2 separate regions of the Mus musculus genome follow, and region 1 is linked to region 2. A link is a contact called in public targeted proximity ligation data. All regions are on one chromosome and are shown on one strand. The core of a region is the stretch at or near the end of the contact, and the rest is flanking DNA. Distances in the headings are between cores, read along the strand shown. Region 1 holds the start of Cd274 (CD274 antigen). Region 2 holds the start of Slc1a1 (solute carrier family 1 (neuronal/epithelial high affinity glutamate transporter, system Xag), member 1).

Region 1 (6,966 bases), core at 3,075-5,574, 530 kb before region 2:
GCACTGCTGAAGCAGCAGGTGGGAAACAGGAGCCATTCTTCCATGAAACCGGTGTCTAAAGGAGTGGGCTCAAAGGTGAGCGCTACATTCCAGCCAGTCTAATAGTTTACATTTTCTGCTTCTGTGTTATTCGCATGTTTACAACGTTCATGGGAGAGTAGGTCTTCCCTTACCGTCTCTCTGACCTGTGTGCTCATTCACAGTCAATCTGAAAGGTGTATAAAGCTGACGAGGACGGCTTCTGCATCCTAGCCTCTGAACTCAGTGAGAAAACTATACATCGGTCAAGAGGAAGACGGATGAGAGTCTCACATAGCTCGAAGGATAATCAATAAAAGCGGAAAGAACGCTCTCGATAAGAAAGTCCATGGAGGATCTGTGATACCATTTGGACCTTCTGCTCTACCAAAATTACAGACTCCTCATAGGTAGCATTAGTGAAGATACAGGGATTTCTTGACCTTTCCTGGAAAGGATGTGAAATTGTATAGCTTCTTAAAGGTCAATTTTGTAATCTCTTAAAACTTTAACTGTGCATGTCGTATGATCTCTCTATTCCTGTCTTGGAAATTCATCTTAGAAAATATAAGTCATATGTAACAGAGATGACACAGCCAACAACAGTCCCAGACTTGAAATACCCCATGTATTAGCTAATAAAACTGTGTATACTCAAAATACCGTGACGGATAACTGTGTATACTCAAAATACCGTGACGGATAGATTTCAGTATATGCACAGGGGATGAGTTTGCAGAGAAGTAGGAAGGAGCTTAGAGGGTAGTATATAAACAAAAATATTCTTGTGTCGTAGAACAACCCCACTTCTCTTGAAGACACTGCCTGACAGTGATTATCTGCAAAGGTAATTGTGGCTTTTATAGGGAAGACAGGTAAGTTCTTACACATTTATACTTAAAAAAAAGTTTTGTTTTTTTTTTTTTTACTTATTTTATGTATGTGAGTACACTGTCACTGTCTCTAGACACACCAGAAGAGGGCATCAGATCCCATTACAGATGGTTGTGAGCCACCATGTGGTTGGTGCAGTTTGAACTCAGTACCTCCGGAAGAGCAGCCAGTGCTCTTAACTGCTGAGCCATCTCTTTAGCCCACATTTATACTTTTTTTAAAGGGAAAGAGATAGAAAAGGAGAGATGAAATAGCAAATTTTTTCTTCATTTTTTTGTGTGTGTGTCCAATTTTCAAATGAGTGAATAATCATTTTACTTATTAGGAAAAATAAATCATTACACCTATCGAATTTCTTGTGAGGGACCCTGAAACGGAGCTCAGACGTTGTCACTGAGGTAGAGTGACCATTTCAGTTTATTTTTATGGTTGGATATTGTTGGTGTTGTTATAAAAACGAATGTAGGCACATTACACACATTCTCCTCTAGGGACCGTTTGGTAATATTGGCTAACATATTTATTTGGTTGCCAAAGCTTGCTTGGGACGAAGGAGAGCTGTTACTGATGTGATGAAATAGAGGCCCGAGATGCTGCCAAGACCCTGCCCTGCCGCCTTCCCCCCCTCCCGCCCCCCGCCCCGCCCCAAGGTGACAGACACTGAGATGGCCTACAGCACCACCAGTGCCAAGCTGGAGAAACGGTGACCACTCTCAGCATGTCTGTCAATAGTTTCTGTTCAGCCATTTTCCTCTACACTTTTAAAGATTGATTTATTTTATGTGTAAGAGTGTTTTGTCTGGGACTGGAGGGATGGCTCAGAGGTTAAGAGCACTGGCTGCTCTTACCAAAGTCCTGAGTTTAATTCCTAGCAACCATATGGTAGCTTACAACCAACCACCTATGAGACCTGGTGCTCTCCTCTGCCCTTCAGGTGTACACGCAGGCAGAACCCCATATAAATAATATAGAAAGAAATCTGTTTTGGGGTTTTGTTTTTGTTTTTTAAGAATGTTTTGCCTGCTTGTACATCTGCTTGCCATATGTGTGCCTAGTACCTCTGAGGTATCTCTCCAGCCCCCGTTGTCTCACACATGTAATAGCCATTTTTAAAATGTAAGATTATGGCATAATTTCCCCAAGTCTTGTATTTAACAGGCCCCTAACACGGAGCGCCTTTGCTGTTATGTGTTGTCCCTTTTTTCAGAGTCACAAATATGTGTGTGCTTGGCCAATGTTTGGGCGAGTACCAGTTGTGTACCAGGTCCAAGTTTAGGCTTGAATTATAGATTTCCCTAAGGAGATCTGCGGATCTAGGGAGAAAGACTATGGCAACTGATACCACTACATCTTTGTGCAGCACAAACATTACTTTTTAGATCCCCCCATTCAATTCTTGAAAAATGCAACTTGATTTGTTTAAATAAATATTTAGCTCTCAATAATTACCTGATTACTTATTTTGACTGTTAAGGTCATAGCCTTCTTGCTGATTATTATGAATCATTGATGTTAGAAAAGGGCAGATGCAACAGCATCTGAGAGACTGGGGGAAGAGGCTAGCCTGGGCTACATAGTGAGACTCTGTCTCAAACAACAACAAGAGCATGAAAATAAAAACAAACAACAACAACAAAACAAAAAATAAACAAACCAAACCAAACCAAGGACATTTACAAAAAGAGCAAAATCAAATGACTCATTATTAATCATATCTCTCCAGTTCATCTGCCCAAGCAGATGAGGCAGGATGACATCCAGGCCTGTGAGGACACAGTGACTGTTGCAATGAGGCCCTGGGAGAAATGGCCAAGCCGAGTACTAGACAGTCACAATGAGGTACATGATATCCACTGAAGACTGTACCTAATTTTTCCTACGTTGATGGCAGACTCAGTTGGAACAGTTATCTATTGCTTATGAGTCTGCTTTAAAGCTTAGTATAAAGTCTGAAAGGTGATGGGTTGGGTCTGATAGTCACCTTCTTCAGTATCATATCCTCCCCTCCCTGGCTCTCAGGGTGCAGGTGTGAGCAGTAGATCAAAAGGGGAAATTCAGGGACCATGTAAATCAGCATGGCCTTTGACCTCTAAACCTGCACCTCTTACATGGGCTAAGAGTCCAGGGTCACCTTCTCCCTCCCTCCGGCAAGAAACTGTAACCTTTCACAAATTCCCAGACAAGAGCTGAGAGCCTTTCACAGAACAGAGTTTAAAGTAAAGAAGTGACGCTCATTCAAGATGGGGAAATAGGTTTGTCCCAGGGGAAGTCCAGATGAAGATCTTGGAACGCCACTTCTTTATCTTCCCATGGGGGGGGGGGGCACGGGGGGGGATGGGGGGGGGAAGAGTGCCTGGGGCGGGGAGGGGAAGCAGATGCAAACTTCCTTTCTCAAAAGAGTGAAAATTTACCCAGTTTTCAAATTCTATCAAATGATCCTGAACCCTGTGCTCAAATCCATCCCTTCTCCATCCCTCCTTAGAGCAGCATATAACCACTATCATGTCTTCCTATCTATGATGCTCAGCTGGGAAAGGTGAATATTTTCCCTGTATAAAGTTCTCCTTAAACACCGCTTGGTCACTATCATCATCAGCTGCGGATACTTTCTGGAATGTATTCTCAGGTTGTTGTTTTTTTTTTTTCTACACAAAGGCCTTTCAGACACTCAAACATAATGAAGTACTTATACATATAAGAGTTTATCTAAATGAAATACCTAGCCATATTCCAGACAGTCACATACACAGATGGTCAGTGGATGACTGAGCTAGTAAGGCACTATTACTAACCTGTGCATTCCTCAGTGGGAGAGTGATGCCCTTTAATAACCCAGCACAATGGAATATAGCAATTAAAAAAAAACTGGCTAAGTAATTCATAGGAAAGCACCTGTAATAATTTATTTTTAAAAAAAGATAGAATATTGTACTTTCACCTCTTATGACAACCCCAACCTAAACTTTAACATAGCCTAGGTCACTGTATCTAAGAACTGTTTGGGACATTTTCTTCCAAAAATCCTTTAGGTTCTCTGGGCAGATAGAATGAAAATCTTAAGCTCCAGCATCCTAGACCTCGACAGAGGAAGGGACCTCCGGAGATGCTTCAAGTGGAAAGACCCAGTCATTGCTAGCAAACAGTCAAGTCGCGCTAGGACCAATTAATTCATCTCTTCTGACCCAGCTACCTACCCACAAGATCCATAAACACACAAAACTGCGGATTCTGAGTTCTTAACTTTCCCAGGAAACCGGTTCCCTTCTCCGTCCTAAAAAGGTCTAGGGATTCTGGCTCTTTAAAGTGCCCTGCAAGCGGATTCCGCGAGAAGATGCTCCCTTACCTGCAGGCGAGGAGACTGGCCCGCGACGTGCAAGTGCAGCCTGGCATGAGGCTTGGGGACCACGATTTCCTGGTCTTATCTCGAGTTCAGAGCCCCGCCCACTCCGCGGAAGCCTTGTCCAACCTCCGCTGTCTGTGAAACCGAAGCCACCCAGTCCCTTTGAGCATGAGTTTATCTCATAGTATTTCCTGCGGATGACTTTAGAGTCAGCTTTGGGATATTCACAGTTTAAGAAAAAACGAAACTAGGCTTCGGTGCGGTGACACACGCCTTAATTCCAGTACTCAGGAGCCAGTGGCAGGTGAGTCTCTGGTCTATAGAGAGAGCTCCAAGACAACCGGGCTGCTACTGAGAGGCTGTCGATAAAAACAAAAACAAACAAACACTATTTAAAAACGAAACTAAAAGTGAAAGTGAAACCTGCATTAGCTTTCTTGTAAATCAGGTTCCCTCAAAGAAACAGTCCAGAGTAAACAACTCAGCTCTATTTTGGGTGGGAGTGGAACCTGAGGTCGGGGGTGGGGGTGGGGGGGAGCGTGTGCTTGGAGATCCACATAGGTTGCCTTCCTCTACAGCTCCCACCTTGATTTTTGAAAGAGGGTCTCTCTTACCTAACCTCGGGCTCGCAGCTGGCCAAACTAGCCGGCCAGCGTGGTCCAGGGATCCCCATCCGCGCCCCTGCTGCCAGGGCTAGGGTCTCAGAAATGGGCCATCACTGCATTTATTATGGGTAATGAGGACCCGAATTTCAAATCTTCAGGCTTGAGCAGTGAGCGCTTTAGAAGCAAAATATCTGAAGTCATAAGATCTCTGACTTAAATTTTATCTTCAGAATCCAGACACTTCAAATTACCATCCGATTCCCCATCTCTTTCAAGCCCTTTCTGGATACGTGGATACGTGACAGTCTTGACATGACTTTACATATAGAGTTATACAACCTATAGAGTTAATATCAAGCAAATGACTCAGTTTTAATTCTAGAAAGTAGGTGTGTCTGTATAATAGGAAATATATTTTTAAATCGTGGATTTGGTGACTTCCTCAAAGTTCCTCGACATAATGAAACCAGTTGTCTTGCCGTTCAAGAACTTCCCATCTCGAACCGTGCCCTTTGTGAACGCTGTGGATCACGGCCAGTCTCGGGATCCAGGTGGGGGAAGTCTATTCTAAATGATGTTGAGAAAGACTTTCTGCGAACTGGAAGTGTGGACTTTTTCCAAGACAAAACCTTGGGAACTCCACAGAGCACTGTCATCTTTAAACATTTCACTGTTGGACTTCAAGGGCCTTCTTCATTCTCTGCTTTCCCCCACTTACTTACTAAAACTACTATTCCAAAGTAGTGCACTGGGTGAATACTGGGGTGTCCGCTGGCTTAGTTGTAATGAGATTTTCACATTCTCAAAGCATCTCCATTTTTAACTTGGAAGTCATTGGGGTTGATGCTGCCTAAAGGATCTATAGAGAATGTGGCACTCTAAACAGCAACAATAAAATTGGAATAAGACCAGAGCCTCAGCTGAGATAGTCCCTCTTCCAAATGTCTTTTGAACCCCAATAATAGAATAAAGCAATTAAAGTTAGAGATAACATTAGTTGGCTGACTGAAAATAAAATATAGACTTTATATGTGGAAATTCAGTCTAAACATATGTGTGTGTATATACACGTGCACAGACAAAACATATTTCTAGTTAATAGGTTTGTGTTTGTTTGTTTGTTTGTTTGTTTTTGGTTTTTCGAGACAGGGTTTCTCTGTGTCCTGGAACTCTGTAGACCAGGCTGGCCTCGAACTCAGAAATCCGCCTGCCTCTGCCTCCCCAGTGCTGGGATTAAAGGTGTGCGCCACCACGCCTGGCCAAGCTTTATGATATGTTAGTATGGTTGTGACTATTCAGATCTGTAAAAAATTCACTTTAGAGACCCACTCCTTAGCTGAGTTCCCTTGGTTCCATAAGGATCTGAGAGGTGAGGATTAAGCCACACCCCCTTAGTAGTCTCTATGATATGTGAATTCCTTCTAAAGCTAGAAGAGGTGAGGTGGTTTGGTTTTGTTTGTTTTGTTAAAGCATTGCTTACAGTCTACATAAATTCTCCACAGAGAAGGCAAGGGGTGACTGAACCTGGTCTCTCTGAAGCTCTCCATGGGAACTGGGGCCTGCTGCTTTCGCTGATTTGCATATGAGTAATCTGAAGAGTCGCCCCACCCCCACTCCTCCACCTGTTTCTACTCCTCCGACATTTATTCTCCCATGAAGTTGTCCATGCCCCCTTAATGAAGTTTTGGTATCCTCCAGAAATAGAAAGTGAGGATGTGACTTTTATACACACACACATACATGTATACATGTATATATGTGTGTGTGTGTGTGTGTGTGTGTGTGTGTGTGTGTGTGTGTGTATAAAATCACCATCTCAAAAATACACATAAGCCAAAATAGCCTAGGCAAGGAGATAAGTATCCCTGAAAATGATATGAGTTTTTGTGATTTGGACAAAATGAATAGAGAAACGGTCAGACAAGAGAAAAACAGCGGCTAGCCAAGACTGAAGAGTGGAACAAATCTCTAATGTCATTTCTAATCTTGCTGTTTCCTGTTCATACCCCACCTGGCCTACTCATTTCAGGGAGATAAACCTCCTTGCTGCTCCCAGTCTGCTTAGCTGACGATGAAGACCAAGCAACCATCTCAAGGGTAAGGCACTAC
Region 2 (6,869 bases), core at 1,393-3,892:
CACACACATTTTCTGAAACCGTCTCATATAGCTCAGACTAGTCTCAAACTCACTATGTAGTTGAGGCTGACCTTGAACTCTTGATCTTCCTGCTTCTACATACAGGCTTGGCTTGTACCACCCTCTCTCTCTCTCTCTCTCTCTCTCTCTCTCTGTTTGTGTCTGTGTGTCTGTGTCTGTGTGTGGCAGGGGGACTTTGCTCTTAGTTTCACTGACCAAAATATTTTGCAGAGTCATAGCTGCTGACTTATCTTGGGGGCCAAATATTTCCATAGATATACTCATATACTCAGAAGATTTCACTAAGGAACTAACAGCGTTTAACATTTTTGTTTTGTTTTGTTTTGTTTCTTTTTTAATGTCTACATGCAAAAAAAAAAAACCCTCCCAAAAGAAGGCTTTGTGAGAGCTCTGGTAATTTTGCTTGCTCAGTTCTGGCAGCTGCAGAACAGCTGACCATCGTAACGCAGTAAGGGCTAACAGATACCTAGGACCAGGGGTTTGGATCCCATTGCTTGTTAACCAGGCCGGCCAGTGTCGTCTGAGCAATGGGAGGTTCGAGTTTTCATTCAGAGCAAAGGTTCTCGGAGTAGCAGGGAGGAGGACCCCAGCAAGTGTCTGCTCGAGCACCCCGATGGTATTCTAAGCAGGAGGTTTCTCATACCAGAGTGGAGAAGAGCAAGGGACTGACTGCCTGTAAGACCTCAGCAGGGCACTTGCAATTTTACATGGCGAATTTATGGGCTCAAAACTAAATTCCAGAATCAAGTTCCTGTGGTTCACCTACACTAAAACCAGGTCCACTCGAGACCACAGGTCATGCCTGCAAAATAAGAGGAAACAAACCCTTTCTTGGCCTGAGGACTTTGCTTATTCAACTGGTCCAAAGGCCAATGAGCAACTAACCGGTAGGCTTCCTTTCTGGAGCAGGCTCTAGTGAACTGGTATGTGAACTGTGGGGCACCCACACTCATGCCAACTGCTGGTGGCAAGCACTTGGTGACCTAGTGGGATCTCTGCAGTGCCCAGGGCTTCAGACACACAGAACTGGGAAGGAGCCACAAGCTTTGCTCACCTCCAAGGCTTTCAAAACAGATTTAAAAATAAATTCTGTCTTCATCATTGGGAAAACAAGCAAGGCTATGTCTTCTGATCCATTCAGTCCCTTGGTAGGAGCTGTTCTTTAAATGTAGTGATAAACCTTTCCCCAAAACGCCCTAAACCACTTGGCACTGGGAAAGTGGACACTAGTGGGTTCTTTTGCACTCCTCTCCTCCCACCAACATCCTCTGTTAATGCGATTCAGGATGTTATTTATTTACTGGAAGCCTGACTTCCCTTTGCATAAGGTTCTGGAGGAACCCATGTGACCCCAAGGATTCCATTAACTTCCAAAGGCATTTTATTTTTGGCGGGGAAGACCTTGGACAGGAGCAGGCAACACCAAGCATTCCCAGACTCAGGAGCAAGGTGCAGTGCCCAGGGAGAAGGGGCTGCCCCATCGTCCCCTTTCCAGCAGAGGCAGCTGTAACTTCCAGATAGAGGGTGGAGCCTGGCTAGGAATCCACTTTCTCTCAAGGTGCACCTGTCCTTACCTGCTGGATGGCCCCACCTGGGGTGTGAAGACCCACAGGGTTCCCACCCTACAGCACATTGCCAAGTTTAGGTTATACAGACAACCTGGCCAGAAAATGAGATTCTAAACACAAGTAACTCAAATCTCTGAGCAATGGCCCGGACATCCACCTAGTCCTGGCTCAGCGGTATGTCAGGCATGGGCCACTTAAATACACCCAAGTGTGAAAACAAATAAAAGCAGCTTATATTATTTTCGATAGAAAAACGTGGTGAGCAGCTTGCCCAGGAGGAAGAAGGGGGTTGGGTTCTCTCAGCGCTGGTTCCCTGTGGCCTCAGTGAACCACAACTGCTGGCTCAGAAATGAGGCATGAATCTGACTGGAGAGGTACCCTCTAAGAAGGTATCTACCCTCTGCTCCAACATTCCCAAGGTCTCCACCATTCCGCGGGCTCAGATGTCTCTTTAAATCTGACAGAGAACAGTAATTCATACAGTCGCGGTTGGGCACGAAGGTGATGGTGGTGGTGGTGATGGTGGTGTGTGCAAGTGGTGGGAACAGTTAAGGATGAAGATCAAATTAAACCCCATTTAACCCCGCTTGTTTTCAAAGGACCCCTGCCCACCTTTCACGCGCCCTCTGATCATTTTGGAGAAAGCAGAGACAGCAGCCCGTGGAGCACCAGTATGGGGGAGGGAGGGGGTTAAGAACATTGTTTCCCCCGGGTGACACCAAAGCGCTCTGGTTGATCTGGAGCTTGGGGGCCCAGTACCGGGGAATGCGGGCAGCGCGTGCCACGCCGAGCCCACCCGGTCCCGCACGCGGCCTGGCCTCGGGCACGCGCCTGGTGCCCCCGCGCGCGACTCACCTAGTACCACGGCGGCCACGGTGGAGAGCAGCAGCCAGTGATTCCGTAGGAAGCGGCGCCAGTCACATCCCGAGCTCGTGGGCTTCCCCATGGTGAGCACTGACGTTTGCGATGAGTCGGGTAGCCTGGCCGATGCGAGATGCGGGATGCAGGGCACAGTGGAGACAACGCGCACCGGCCGCTGTCAGCGCTGCCACTGCCGCTGGGGACCGAGCACGGTGGTTTTGCGTGGCGGGCGCGCCTGGCTCCTCCCGCCGCCGCTCGCTGCAGCGACCGGGCCAACCAGCGAGACGGAGGGCGGAGCGTCCCGGCGGGATGGTGCGCGTGGGGCGATCAAGTCCCCTTGGGCTCCCGGTGGAGGTGTCCCACCGAGGAGCTTCTGACCCACTACGATCCTCACCAGTCTCCTTGGGGACGCACAGCCCTAGCCCAGTGCGAAGGGATTTGATATGGGACGCGTTTCTGCCTTGGGCCTCAGGCTTCAGAGCCACAAGAAGGGACACACTGTCAGAGCAGCTTTGGGGTGACGCACTGTCAGCAGCTTTGGGGTTTTTTTTCCCCACGTGATCTCTGATATTACCTGCGGGACTATTTAATTCTCTGATATTCCCTGCGGGATTATTCTCTGACTCGAGGGTCAGACAGGATCTGCCCGGACCAAGGCTTGGTTGTACACCTTGCGCGTGGGCGTGGTCATCTCTTGCACAACTTAACAAATGCACCCCTAGGGACTCGCCTTGTGGCCATTACTGGGTAATTAAGGCCTGCTGGTGTGGGAAGGTGGGCGGGCCTATTCTATCCCCAAGGCCAAATACCTTACAGGGTGTAGTTGGGAGAATCTGGGTTAGTGTGGTCACACACTTTGCTACCTGAATTTCTTATTCTGGTTTTACTCTTACTTAAGCAGACTCCTTTTTTTTTTTTTTTTTTTTTTTTTTTTTTGGTTTTTTGAGACAGGATTTCTCTGTATAGCCCTGGCTATCCTGGAGCTCACTTTGTAGACCAGCCTGGCCTCGAACTCAGAAATCCGCCTTCCTCTGCCTCCTGAGTGCTGGGATTAAAGGCGTGTGCCACCACGCCAGGTTTTAAACAGACTCTTATCTCCTTAGCATATCACTAACTAAGTGAGCCCTGTGCCCTTTTTGCATTCTGGGGTTTACTCTTTAGTTGGCTGTCAGGGGACTCTCCTTGACCAGATTACTCGACCACTAGAATCCCCCAATTAAAGCCTCATTCTTTTGGTTCAGAGTGATTTTTAAAAACCCTTCAAAAGACAATGGATTAAGCATTATTAACCATGCACACTATACTATGAATGATCTCACCTCCTTTCCAGGTGTTAAATTCTCAAAAGAAAAAAAGAAAAAAATCAGGAGAGAGGAAACTCCCTCGAGATTACTGGTTTCTTGGGGGAAGAGCTGGGAATAAAAATTCCCGAAGAGGGCAAACTATCAAGGAAAAGACTGGAGAGATGGCTCAGCGGGTAAGAGCACTGACTGCTCTTCCAGAGGTCCTGAGTTCAATTCCCAGCAACCACATGGTGACTCACAACCATCTGTAATGAGATCCAATGCCCTCTTCTGGTGTGTCTGAAGACAGCAGCAGAGTACTCATAAGAAAGAAAGAAAGAAAGAAAGAAAGAAAGAAAGAAAGAAAGAAAGAAAGAAAGAAAGAAAGAAAGAAAGAAAGCTTTCTAAAAAAAAGAAAGAAAGAAAGAAAAAGATTCACTCTACAGGACAGAGGAGGAGGAGGGATTGAAGTGAGAAGCCCACCTCCGTGTCTGGTCATTGAACTAATTCCTCCTATATGGGAATGTTGAGGGCGGGGGGAGGCACCCAGAGCTCTAATGAGAAGTTGCTCCAGTCACTGGTTTGCTTGACTCAAAGTTTTTTGGGGTTTTTTTGGGGGTGGGTTTCCTTAAGGGTTCATCCTCTCCACTTGCAGATGACACTTGAGGCCTTAATGAGCTATGCTCAACATCCATTTTATGAGAGCAGGGGAGTAAACTCCTAAATTCACCGTTGCTATGGCTGACGTCTCATACTTCATTGGGATTTCTCAGCCTAAACCAACAAAGAAATGGTGGGGACACGCAATACCCTGCAAAGTTGAAGTCCCCTAATGCATGTGTGTGTGCTCTCTCCCCATCTAATCTATGTATCTTTCCTATCTTCTACCTTTGTATCTCCATGGACACAAATGTTGTCAGATGGAATGGTAGTTGAGAGCCATTTCCCCTGAATGCAACACACCCATGCCTGGAAGATAAAATTCACTTTCCTGCCATTAGAACCTGAAATCAAGGAGAAAGAAGTGCTAGAGCTGTTTTTCCACAATAAATGTGAACACCTTCCTTTTACTCCTAAGTCTTTCAGACTTTATCCAGAGAAACTTTAGGTTGATTTCCATCAGTAAGTTTCTCTCATGCAATGGTTCCCTCCTCCTTCTTCTAAGAAACTGGTGTTCCTTATTGTTACCGTTTCCCTTTTACTGTTGGCTCACGGAGATATCTAGTTAGTGATTAAAGGAAAGAGACTTTGACTTTGTCATACACTGTTAAGCAGCAGGTGACAGCCTGATCTGAAATGAAAAAGACACCCAGAAACCAAAGGCCAACTCTTTCTGGCTAGCCTTTTTGGGGTGATTTGATGGCTGCAGTTCACCCTCCTAAGGCAGAAATGGTTCCATGGTTTCACGCAGCTGTGATAGAGGAGGCCACAGGCACACCAGTGACCATCAGTTTCTCAGGTAGCCTCTGGTGACAGTGGCTGTAAACCCTGAGGACACTTCGGGTGTACCAGATGCTCTTGGACTTGGGCTCTTCTTTATCTTCTGATCTCGAGTTTGGCATTACAAACCAGAGACATTAACTGCCACGGGAACTCTTCAGTGTTCTTACAAAGCTGAATTGGCTGAAATAAGTTTATTATTCTTACACGCCCTTGAAATCTGTGCTTCAACGGGCTTTATTGCTTACTGGGAAAAACTGAAGAACAAATACATTTTATCAAGCATAGACAAACCAGCACATAGGAGAGAAAAACTAAACGTTTGCAGTTGCTTCATACAAGATGTGTGACTTTGAGCAATTTACCTAACCTTCCTTAGCTTCTGCTTCCTTTTCTCAAGACACCATATAAGGTAGTAGCTGTGCATGACATCTGTCTGTCTGTCTGTCTATCTACCTATCATCATATCTATCTACCAGTCTGTCTGTCTATCTATCTATCTATCTATCTATCTATCTATCCATCATCTATCTTCATCATTATCTATCTATCCTTCATCTATCTTCATCATTATCTATCTATCTATCTATCTATCTATCTATCTATCTATCATCTATCTATCTATCTATATCTATCATCTATCTATCTACTCAGTATCATCTAGCTATCATCCATCCAGCTAGCTAGATAATGCCATCTCTACCTATCTACCTATCATATATCTGTCCACCAACATCATCTACCCACTATTATCTATCATCCATCCAGCTAGAAAACACTATGATTTTCTTTCTTGAAGATGAGTATGTAATTTTTGATGTAGTTTATCAGAACTTCTTGACCAGTGTTGAGTTTCTGTCTTCACTAAAGACTGTTGTAGGGAGCTTTTCTGAGCAGAGCTGATGACAGCACTAACCTGTGGGCACACACATAGCTATTTAGTTGTTGACAGACACATCATATCTGTGTTGAAAAACAACAGCAGAGCTTGTGGTAGTGCTTTGGACCTCCCAGCTGTGGCTTCTGTCCAAATTTACAGTAACCAGGATGACTTCCCCTCCCACTGAGCAGTGCCAAATCAGAGAATGGTTGCTGTAAACAAGCCTAGTGGATCTCATCAGATAAGACATGAAAGTAGAAAGAGGAGGGGGATTAGTGTTAATGGAGTGTGAGAGGAACAACAGAGGGTTATGAGAGCTTCTAGCCTCCATACAATCTAATCTAGACCTAGAATGTTTTCAGCCTCTCAGACTTTCTGCTGAAAAAGATCACCCTTTATAGTTCTTTCTGAACTCCGGCTGACTGGTTCAACTCAGTTTCCTGGCTAAACTCATCTCCACACTGACTGATTCAAGTTGTTCTCTTTCAGCTTCTGACAGAATTGCTCTGCTTGTTCTCATACTAACTTTGGCCATATCTTCTGGCTCCTTCTCATTCTCTGGCTCTGTGTTTACCTGTGCCTAGCTTGTTTTCTCTTCAATCTTGTTCTCTGTAAAACTCTTCAGGTAAAACTGCCTCCTCTCCTCTCCAAGCTGTTCTCTCTTAAGTTACCTCATAAGCCTTTCTGCTCTCTGTTTTTGTGAGAATTGGGCATATGCTATTCTGTCAAATCTTTCTCTGATTCATCACTTTGTCTGCCTCTCAACTGGAGAGGTCGGTTGATAGCACAATGTCACCCAGAGAATGGCAATATTGT

What was found.
Region 1: a contact with region 2 is called in a targeted proximity ligation map of embryonic stem cells, with 21 read pairs. A contact is called at or near these places in 9 of 39 promoter capture datasets (the 3T3-L1 cell line, cranial neural crest, embryonic stem cells and 4 more), 1 of 484 Hi-C or Micro-C datasets (embryonic stem cells), 11 of 130 datasets of targeted methods (astrocytes, embryonic forebrain, embryonic midbrain and 5 more) and 1 of 9 other capture datasets (adipose tissue).

Annotation. Positions count from the first base shown.
Region 1 is chr19:29,364,796-29,371,761 of GRCm38.p6, reverse strand. Cd274 (CD274 antigen) reads right to left here and starts at 4,324. Exons shown (of 7, transcript NM_021893.3): 1 at 4,256-4,324. It also overlaps a transcript of Plgrkt not described here.
Region 2 is chr19:28,830,908-28,837,776 of GRCm38.p6, reverse strand. Slc1a1 (solute carrier family 1 (neuronal/epithelial high affinity glutamate transporter, system Xag), member 1) reads right to left here and starts at 2,642. Exons shown (of 12, transcript NM_009199.3): 1 at 2,445-2,642. The coding sequence starts at 2,535. All of the region lies in intron 2 of Gm52404 (a long non-coding RNA gene), which reads left to right.